Regions from separate parts of the Arachis hypogaea genome. Here region 1 is linked to region 2. A link is a contact called in public Hi-C data. All regions are on one chromosome and are shown on one strand. Each heading gives the region's core, a stretch centred on a gene start, on an enhancer-like site or on the middle of the called end of the contact. The rest is flanking DNA. Distances are from core to core; before and after follow the strand shown.

Region 1 (4,735 bases), core at 297-2,796, 280 kb after region 2:
AACATTTTCAATTGGAGGTGCAACTGATTCAGGACAAACTGCAAAAGCAAACTTTGCATGATGTTCATTTTCCTAGATTTGACCAAGTTGCTGATATTCTTACCAAAATCATTATCAACTACAAATTAAACATTAAGCAATTTAAGTCCAAACTTCGAATTTTTTCAAGAACTAACCTAATTTTGAGGGGTGGGTGTGAAGAATAAAATTATATTACTAATAAGTTAAATGGGTCAAATGGTACATTGAAAATTATAAATGATTGAGTTAGTTTTCATATTGAGCATAACAGCTTATTGGTCAGCGCAATCCAAATACTCTCTACTTATTTCTTATTAAAAATGAGAAATTATATTTGTAATATATTAAATGTACATATTTCATTTATATTATTGTATAAAGGAAACACTTCATAAAAAGTGATGCATGGATGGGAGTAGTGTTAGAAAAAGAAGAGAAGTGGAAATGATACTAACTGCTCTATCATCAGAGGTGACGGCAGAGACAACAAACATCAAAAGAAAGGAAGTGAGGATCTCGAATACAAGAGACTGAATATGAGACCCTTTTGGTACCGTTCCGAAGAAAGAAGCATCGGTCACATCAAATAGAAGGTACAATGTCCCACTCGCAAGCACTGACCCTAGCACTTGCGCTATCAAATATAGAGGCACCTGCATGCATGCCACAATAAAAAATAAAGCTTGTTCTTTTTATAATCTTCACTTTATTCATTGCTTCATTATTGTCACTAATTTAAACCTTATAAACTTTACAAAGCACCATCTCTAGACATGAAAGCAAAGACAAAGGTATATGTGTACCTGTCTGGGAGGGAATCGGCGATAGAGAGCGAAGCTTATGGTGACAGCGGGATTAAAATGTGCACCAGAAATATGACCAAGAGCATAGATCAATATCATAACTGCAACACCCCATGTCACACAAATCCCAGGAAATGTTATTGCACCTTCACTCCCTTCTACATTATTCAAAACAACCACACAACATCCTAAGAATACTAAGAAGTATGTCCCAATTGTCTCCGCAATTACCTGTTACATTACAACACTCCGTACTTCATTATGTATTTCTTTTGCATATCCTACCGATATGATTATGTTTTTTTTCTATTAGTTTAAATTTTTTAAGAAATAATTTCATGATATAGCATCTAAATCTCTGTAACCTAAAGATCTAGATACATATATATATAAGAAGAAGAAGAATTATAATTATAATTATTTATGATACCTTCTGTATGATGAGAACTACCTCAGGAGAACCGCAAAACCCATTTTCTTTAATACTTTGCGACGAACTCTTGATCACGGCGCCACTACCTTCTTCCATTCTGATCTCATCTATGGGCATGTTTTATTAATTAATTAAATACCTAAGTTAACATTAACGTTTTTCTTTCCTTATTTCAATCCCTTCTTAATAATGATAAGTTTTTTTTTTCTCTTTTTTCTTTTGGGGGGGTTGCTGTTCAGAAGATGATTGAAAATTTATGCTTGTGATAAAACAGTGTTATTAATAGGGAAAAACATGGAGACATTGGTGGTTTACCTGTTTTCAGGATCAATCATGGGTTTAAGAACTAATATAGAAACCACTGGTTCTTCATTCAATATTGTACACGTGCAAGTTATGTAGCTAAATATGTATATGAACCTAATAAGAATTGTTATTGGCGTCTTTCATCCTAGGTTACTCTATTTAATTTATGGTCTTAATTACTCTTGGAATGCTACAACATTTCTTACACATTTTAGCTGAACATAAAACAGAAAAATACTAGAAAATAAAAAAAATAAAAAATGTAGACTAAAAATATGTTGTTCAATTATTATATTAAAAAAAATTAAATTAATAACAAAAAATACTAACAAAATAATAAATTTTATTAGCATTTAAACTTTTTTTTTCTGTGTAATTTTCAAATTAGTCTACATTTTATACAAATTTTAATTAGAAACTCGTGTAAATATGTAAATAATAATTTTAATGTTTTCATTAAAATGCTTCAACAAGTTTTTTTTTTTTTTTTTGGTATCGTTTTCTCCTTTGTAGTATTTGGTAGCCCTTTTCTCCTAAGAACGGAAAATGGCACAGGATCTACTCTGGAAGGATGGATCGGTGGCTGCTTGCAAACTTGGAAAAAAAAGGATAAGACCTTGTTTTGTGCTCTAATGAAGCAGTTGTGGATTGCGAGAAACAGACGCGTGTTTGAAGGTAGTGAAGCCCCAATCGAAGAAGAGGTGGCACATGCAAGAAGAATGGCTAATGAGTTCTGGAGTTTTCAAGACCAGAAGAAGATAAGTGCTTTGATCCCCCACTACCCAAATTAGGCAAAATTGATGTGGATGCATCAATTTCTCAGAATAGTAATGGAGGTGCTGTAAAATCTAGAAGTTTTGAAAAATTCCATTACGAGCCAATTTTAAATTATTTATTTATTAAGAATTTTAATTTTTAAAATTATTTTATTAAAGCTAGTTAAATCAAAAGTGTTAATAATTAAATTTAGATTTTTATTTAATTTTATAATTATTGAATAATTTTTATATTTAAATTATAAAGTTTAGTAATGAAAAAATAATTTATATTTTATGATTTATTTTAAATAATTGAGATTTTAGAATTTAATACTTTAATTATTATGAATAAAGAAAATCAATTATATTATCTCTAATTACTGAATTAGAGTATTTCTTTGAAATTAATTTGTAATTTATGATCAAATAATTTTTTTAAAAATAATTTTGTTGAATTAAAATTTGTTTTCAATTACGTTATTACCCCTAATTTTATTAAAATTGACCTAAATTACTCCAGCTTAACCCTAACCCTAATTTTCAAATTGAAAAAACCCTAACCCTGAAATCCTAACCCAATTACCCGATTTCTCCTGAACCCAGCAGTAGCAACACTTTTTCCCTTTTCCAAATCAAGCAGCAGCAACGCTGCAATAAGAGAGAAAAGAGAAGCAGAAGAGGGGAGAAGAGAAATGGGAAGGAGAGGGGAGGGGGCAGGACGGCACCGGCGGGCGTCACTGCCGCCGCACCGTCGTGTCGTGCAGAGAAGAGAGAAGTGAGATCTGAGAAAGAGAGAGCGCGCGCCGGTGGGAGAGGGAGAGGGAGACCGCTGCCACAGCCGTCGCCGCTCGTCCTCCAGCCCGTCGCCACCATCGCAGATCGCCACTGACCTCGTGCTTGTCGTCACCGACCACGCACCAGAGGAGAAGAAGGACGACGTTATTACGCTGTTCCTCACTACAGATGAGCTCGCCACTGCCGCTGTTACCGTTCGCGCCGTCGTCTTCGCCAAAGCGAGCCATCCTCGTCGTCAGCGAAACAGAGGGTGAGAGCGAGAGACAGAGAGCTCGTAGTGGGGGAAAGGTGATGACAAGTCATCTTAGACTAGTTTTACTAGCATTTTTACTTGTTTTTATTAGGTTTCATGCACTTTCTTGCACAATAAGTAAGTGATTGGAGTGGAATTTCATGTTTATCTTAATTCAATCAAACATTATTAATTTTGTACAAAATCATGAGATTTATGCAAGAATTAGGTGATTATTATGAATAATACAAAACCTTAAGATTTTGGTGAAACTTTGATTCCATGTTTGATTGATGGCAGGTGAAATGATGAAAAGAAAAAAAGCAAAGAAGCAAGGTGCAGGAGAACGCTACGTTCATTTGATGAACGCTACGTTCACAAGCGATGCGCATGCGTACAAGACGCTTACATGCGGGGAAGCATTTTGGGAGATCCACGCATAAGCACGCAAGGCGCGCACGTGTGGGTGAAGGATCATCGTTCTCAAGCCAAGAACGCTACGTTCACTTTGAATGAACGCCTGTGATACTTTCAGAATTGGAATTCGAATTTGGTCACCGACGCGCACGCGGGCATGATGTGCACGCTTCGACATGACAAAAGTGGTGGTTGGCGCAAACGCGTACATGGTACTGGAGAGCAGAAGTGATATTTTACAATCCACGCGCACACGCAAAGGACGCGCACGCGTGAGGAGCGTTCATGGCGCGAACGTAGCGTTCAGTTAATGAACGCTGCCAAGGGATGCGCACGCACGTGTTACGCTCACGCGTCAATGGTGCAACAAGGCAAGGGACGCGCACGCACATAGGACGCGCACGCGTCAGTAAATGAACGCTGCGTTCCCTTTGAGAACGCTACGTTCATCTGATACTGCATGGAAGTACCTATTCTGACCCACTTCGTCAAAGGCCAAAAAGCTCATTCCAAGTACTTGGATGACAGAGTTAGAAAGTGTATAAATAGAAGAAGAGTTGATTTCATTAGGGACCCTTTTTTAAAGACTATTTTCCTTTAACTTTTCTTTTACTCCTTCTTTTTAGCTCTTCTTTTAAGACTTTCTTTTGAGTTAGTTAGCAAGTAGATCTGAGTTTAATTTTTCTTTTCTGTTCTTTAGCTTTCGCATTTTTCTTTTCTGTTTTTGTACTAGAGCAATGATGAACTAAACCCCAATTTCATTAGGAGGAGGAGCTCTATTGTAATTCCAACGAATCAATAAAAATTCTTCTTCTTCTCAATTCAATTTGGTAGCTATTGGGTAACTTCTGTTTTGATTGTGAATTATTCACTCCGGAAGGGGGTTTAATTCAGTGAATATGAGTGTGAGCCTCGAAAGGGGAATCACCTTCATTAGGGCTGAAGCTCTATCCATCACTACTTTCTGGAT
Region 2 (4,544 bases), core at 1,044-3,543:
CCCCTACATGCGGCCTAGTGGCTAGTATGGCATTAGATTCCTTCATGGTGCAAGTGGTTTACCCTGGTTCGGATCAGTTGTCATGTGGCCCAGTGACTAGTGTGGCATTAGATTCCTTCATGGTGAGAGTTCGAGACATGTCATAGCTCTTTTTTAAAGGCAATTAGCTGGCGTTCCTACTATATTCCAGGCATTGCCAGTCCAAGGTGGAGGCGCAGGTTGACCACAGTTGTTATGTCCGGTTCTTCTACAGTTTAAACCAATTCAAATCAGTTCTTCCGAATTTGCGGTGTTTTCAGACTAAAACGATCAAAACATCACACGAACTGGATTAAGATCCGGTTCATTGGTTATTTAGTTGAACTGGATGGTCCGATGATCTAAAAAGAAAAATGTTATGTGTCCTTTAAAATTCAGCCTTTAATCAGTCTTTTAATTCAAATAATATTATTTAATTAAATTTTAATTAAAATACATTCTTAGTTTGTAGCTAAACATGTTTGTAATTAAAACAAATGTAAAATTTAAATACTAGATTTTTTTACTTCTTACCCACTTCATAAAGTAGTTACTTTAACATTTTTCATTCTTTGTGTACGTTCCTCTCTCTCGTGCGTTCTTTTTTTTTTTCTCTCTCTCACGTTCTTCACAAAAATTTTCATAGAAGAATGCTACTTCTCTGCAAGTAAATTTACTAGTTCATATTTTATATTATTATTATTATTATTATTATTATTAGATGAGTTGTGCTATTTTGTTTCTATTTGACTCGAGTGACTATGCATGCTAACTCAAAACTCATTCATCATCATCGTCGAATGAAATTTTAATAACATTATATCAACATTTGAATTAAACAATAAATGAATTACTAGTCTATACATCAATATTATTTTCTTCTTCTTCCCTTTTCTTTTTCTTTCTTTCTTTTGTTTTATTAATCTTTATCTCTAAAATGATTAGAGAAGACCACCAACATAAAATCATTAGACCGAATTAAAGATAAATAAAGGAGCAATTACACATCTAAAATTAATAAGTTATCCAGAAAATATTTTTAAAACACATCCAAAATCATAAATCTAAAATTTAAATTTAAACATTAAAAATAAAATTAATTTTGTATATCTTATTCGATTAAAGTTCATCTAATATTTCTTTTTTCTAATAGTTAGAATTTTTTGTTACTTATTTGAATATTAATGCTTTAAAAATTATTAAAATGTACGTAAAAATTCTTTTTTGTTTTTAATTGTAACACATCTAAAATTATTAAGTGATACACAAAATATTTTTGAAACACGTCTAAAATCATAAATCAGAAATTTAAATTTAAATGTTAAATATAAAATTAATTTTTTATATCTTATTTTTTTTATATCTTATTCGATAAAAACTCATCTAATATTTCTTATTTTTTTTACTATTAGTTGAATTTTATTGTTACTTATTTGAACATTAACGCTTTTAAAATTATTAAAATGTATGTTTGTAAAAATTAGTTTTTTTTTTCAATTATTACACATCTATAATTATTGATTTATCTACAAAATATGTTCGAAACACATCCAAAATCATAAATCTAAAATTTAAATTTAAACGTTAAAAATAAAATTAAATTTTTTTATATCTTATTCGCTAAAAACATATCTAATCTTTCTTATTTTCTTATTAACGTTTTTAAAATTATTAAAATGAATAATTAAGCTAAGTGTTTTAAATCTTATTCAATAAAAGTATATCAAACATATTAGTTCAAAATATGATCTCTATATGCGGGTTAATAATTAAAACCCTTAAGATTTATTTTTTGAATTTTAAAATTAAAATCTTTAATTTTACTGAATTTAATTTTTAGATGTATATTTAAATGATAATCTGTTAATAATTAAAAATACTTAAACAGAAATTTTAAATTTTAAATTTCAGTTTTATTTAATTTATATTTTGAATGTGTATTTAATTTTAAAAGATACTAAATCTCTTTAAATATATTTGCTTCAATTTTTTTTAAATTATTATAATAAAAAGCTAAATAATAGATCACATTAAGATCTAATAATTAGAGATTAATTGAAGTTCTTAATCCAAAATCAAAGTTCTGAAAATTGGATCAGACTGATCGGTTAGACTGATTCAACTGCGAACCGACAAGATTAGCAGTCCGATCAGCCATGTAAAACCATCGTCTAGAAAACCAATGAAAAACTGTTGAACCGGACAAGAATCGGTCGGTTGGACCGAACCGAAACCCGCCCGGTTTTCACATAAACGGAAGCTCATTCGTTTCTTTCTCCCTTTCTTTCAGAAAGAAATCAAATCACACAACCCCAGCCAAAAAACCCTAGCACTGTAAGCCTACGCCACCGCCGCAAGGAGTGGCATACTGCCGTGTCCGTCGCATTCAGAGTTCGCCATCCGTCCGTCTATCTAGCTTCCCTCGTGATCCAAGTCTTCAACCCCTGTTCGCAGTCACCGATCGCGGCTGCTTCCTCGAGCTCGGCATCCGTCGTCTTTGTCTGCTGCGCTTCCGTCGCCGTTTGTTTGCCGTTCACGTTCGCGTCTTCGTTCAGCTGTCGTCTTCGTTCGCGTTCTTCGCCGTTCACGTTCGCTCGGCGTTCACTGTTCGCGTTCACTCGCCGTTCACCGTTCGAGTTCGCATTCGTGTTCGTCTGGAAGCCACGTTGCTCTGCTTCAAACACTGCGACCAACCCGCGCGCTCCACCTAGCCGTCGAACTGCTCTCTTTTGTCGCCGCCGTGAGTTCCCTAAACCCGCCACCAGACAATACACTCACACAACACCAATACTCTGCTTCAAACTCTGCAACTTCTGATTTCTATTACAATAAGTAACTATTTGATTTGGTAGTGGTTTGGACTATTTCATAGACTGAATTAAAGTTACAATAGTTATGTTCTCTTCTCTATCACATTGATATTAAGCTTTGAATTCTCTTATTTTGTTTTAATTTTACCGCACTCAACATGTTTGATGAAATGTTTTAACCATATTTCTGGTTGGTTTTATAATTTCTAGCTTTTAGAAACTTGGTAAGTTGATTGCATGTGAAATTAGAATACTTGGATCTTAGTAATTAGGAAATCTTAACTGCACAAATAGTATCTTTGCAGAAAACATATTAGCATGATGATTCCACTTGCATTAGTGTTCTTCTGGTTAATTTACCTGTTATTGTGAATTTGTTAATTTGCTAATTGTTCTTGTGTTGTTCTGTTGTTCTTCTGTTACTTTTAATTTTTTTTGTTTTTGTTGTGATTTTCTGTTCTTGATTTAAGCTGTGATTGAAGGTTCTTTGGTTTTGGTATTCTTCACTTTCCTGTAAGCTTAGCTTTTAATTCTTTGAGCATACACGGATCAAATCATTGCTTTCCGCAATGGTGATTTTTAGATTTTTTTTTGGGTTGCTTTGTTTTAAATGTTCCTATTGTTGTTGTGTTTTTGCTGTAATTTAAATTTTCTTTTGATTCTTTTTTTTTTTTTCGAATGCCCAGTCAGTACATGGTTGATTGGTTTTGCTCATTGAATGTATTTGATGATAAATTTTAAATTGATAACTCTATTACTGCTTTACTGTCTGTTTCTGTAGTTAAATTTTATTAAAGTTTCTTGAATTTGCACTGCCTATGTTATTGTTTCACTGTTCCTTCATTGCTTTTTTTGTTGTTAATCATTGTGATGAGCTTTGTTAAAATTGGGTTGAAAACTACTAATCTTTCTTCATTTTTCACTGTTCTAACATCTGTTCTTATTAAAAGATTTGCAATTGGTGATCTCTTGATTTATTATATGCTTCATGTTTTCATTGTTCTGTTCTTATGAAGAAAAAATTTGCAATTAGTGATTGTATGATTCATGTTTTGATTGTTTTGTTATATAAACAAAATTCTGTTTTCATTGTTTGGGTGCACTGTCCCTGTTCTTGATCTCGGCAGACTTGCTACCCCTCTTCCGTGTTGGATTCTTTTTGTTTCAGGCTTTGTTGTGTTTTTGTTTCAGCCTCTGTTGTGTTGTGTGTTTGTTTCGGGCTCTGTTGTGTGTTTATTGTGCAACACTATCATTTTTGGTTTTACTTTTTGACTTAGCTACATTAAGACAATATTCTCTATCTTTAACTTGTGCATTGTAATTCAATCCAGCTATTTTTAATGGAAGTATAATTATGTTAATTGTCAACAAATTTGCAGCAAGTTATTGCATATTTTGATGATTAATTACATTTAGTTGGTGATATTTTACATAGGGTTTTTTTGTGTGACTATTTTACGTAGGGTTTTAAATCTGAAAGATATATAGGATGTTTATTTATAATTTATTTATTATTTTATTATGAAACGGTTTTTCCGGTTGAGTCACGGTTAGACCAGTTAGACCAATAACCAATAAATCGGTGACTAAAACGGTTTGATGACCAGTCTGGTTTTCAGAACCTTGCCCAAAATTGATTGAATTCCAAAATCCAAATCTAGAAAGATTCTTTTGTCCCTGTATATAAAACCAAAATGTACATAGAAACCCTGCCTC

Evidence for each region. Hi-C and Micro-C count contacts between places; a contact is called where the count stands out from the background.
Region 1: a Hi-C map of leaf shows a contact between it and region 2, with 2.8 times the contacts expected there. The contact joins the promoter of LOC112794284 here to the promoter of LOC112796750 in region 2. A contact is called at or near these places in 3 of 8 Hi-C or Micro-C datasets (leaf and an unstated tissue).

Annotation. Positions count from the first base shown.
Region 1 is chr4:52,806,719-52,811,453 of arahy.Tifrunner.gnm2.J5K5, forward strand. LOC112794284 (probable aquaporin NIP-type) reads right to left here and starts at 1,547. Exons shown (of 5, transcript XM_025836367.3): 1 at 1,255-1,547; 2 at 825-1,055; 3 at 477-674. The coding sequence starts at 1,374.
Region 2 is chr4:52,526,011-52,530,554 of arahy.Tifrunner.gnm2.J5K5, forward strand. LOC112796750 (pentatricopeptide repeat-containing protein At2g01860) reads left to right here and starts at 2,294. Exons shown (of 2, transcript XM_025839345.3): 1 at 2,294-2,758.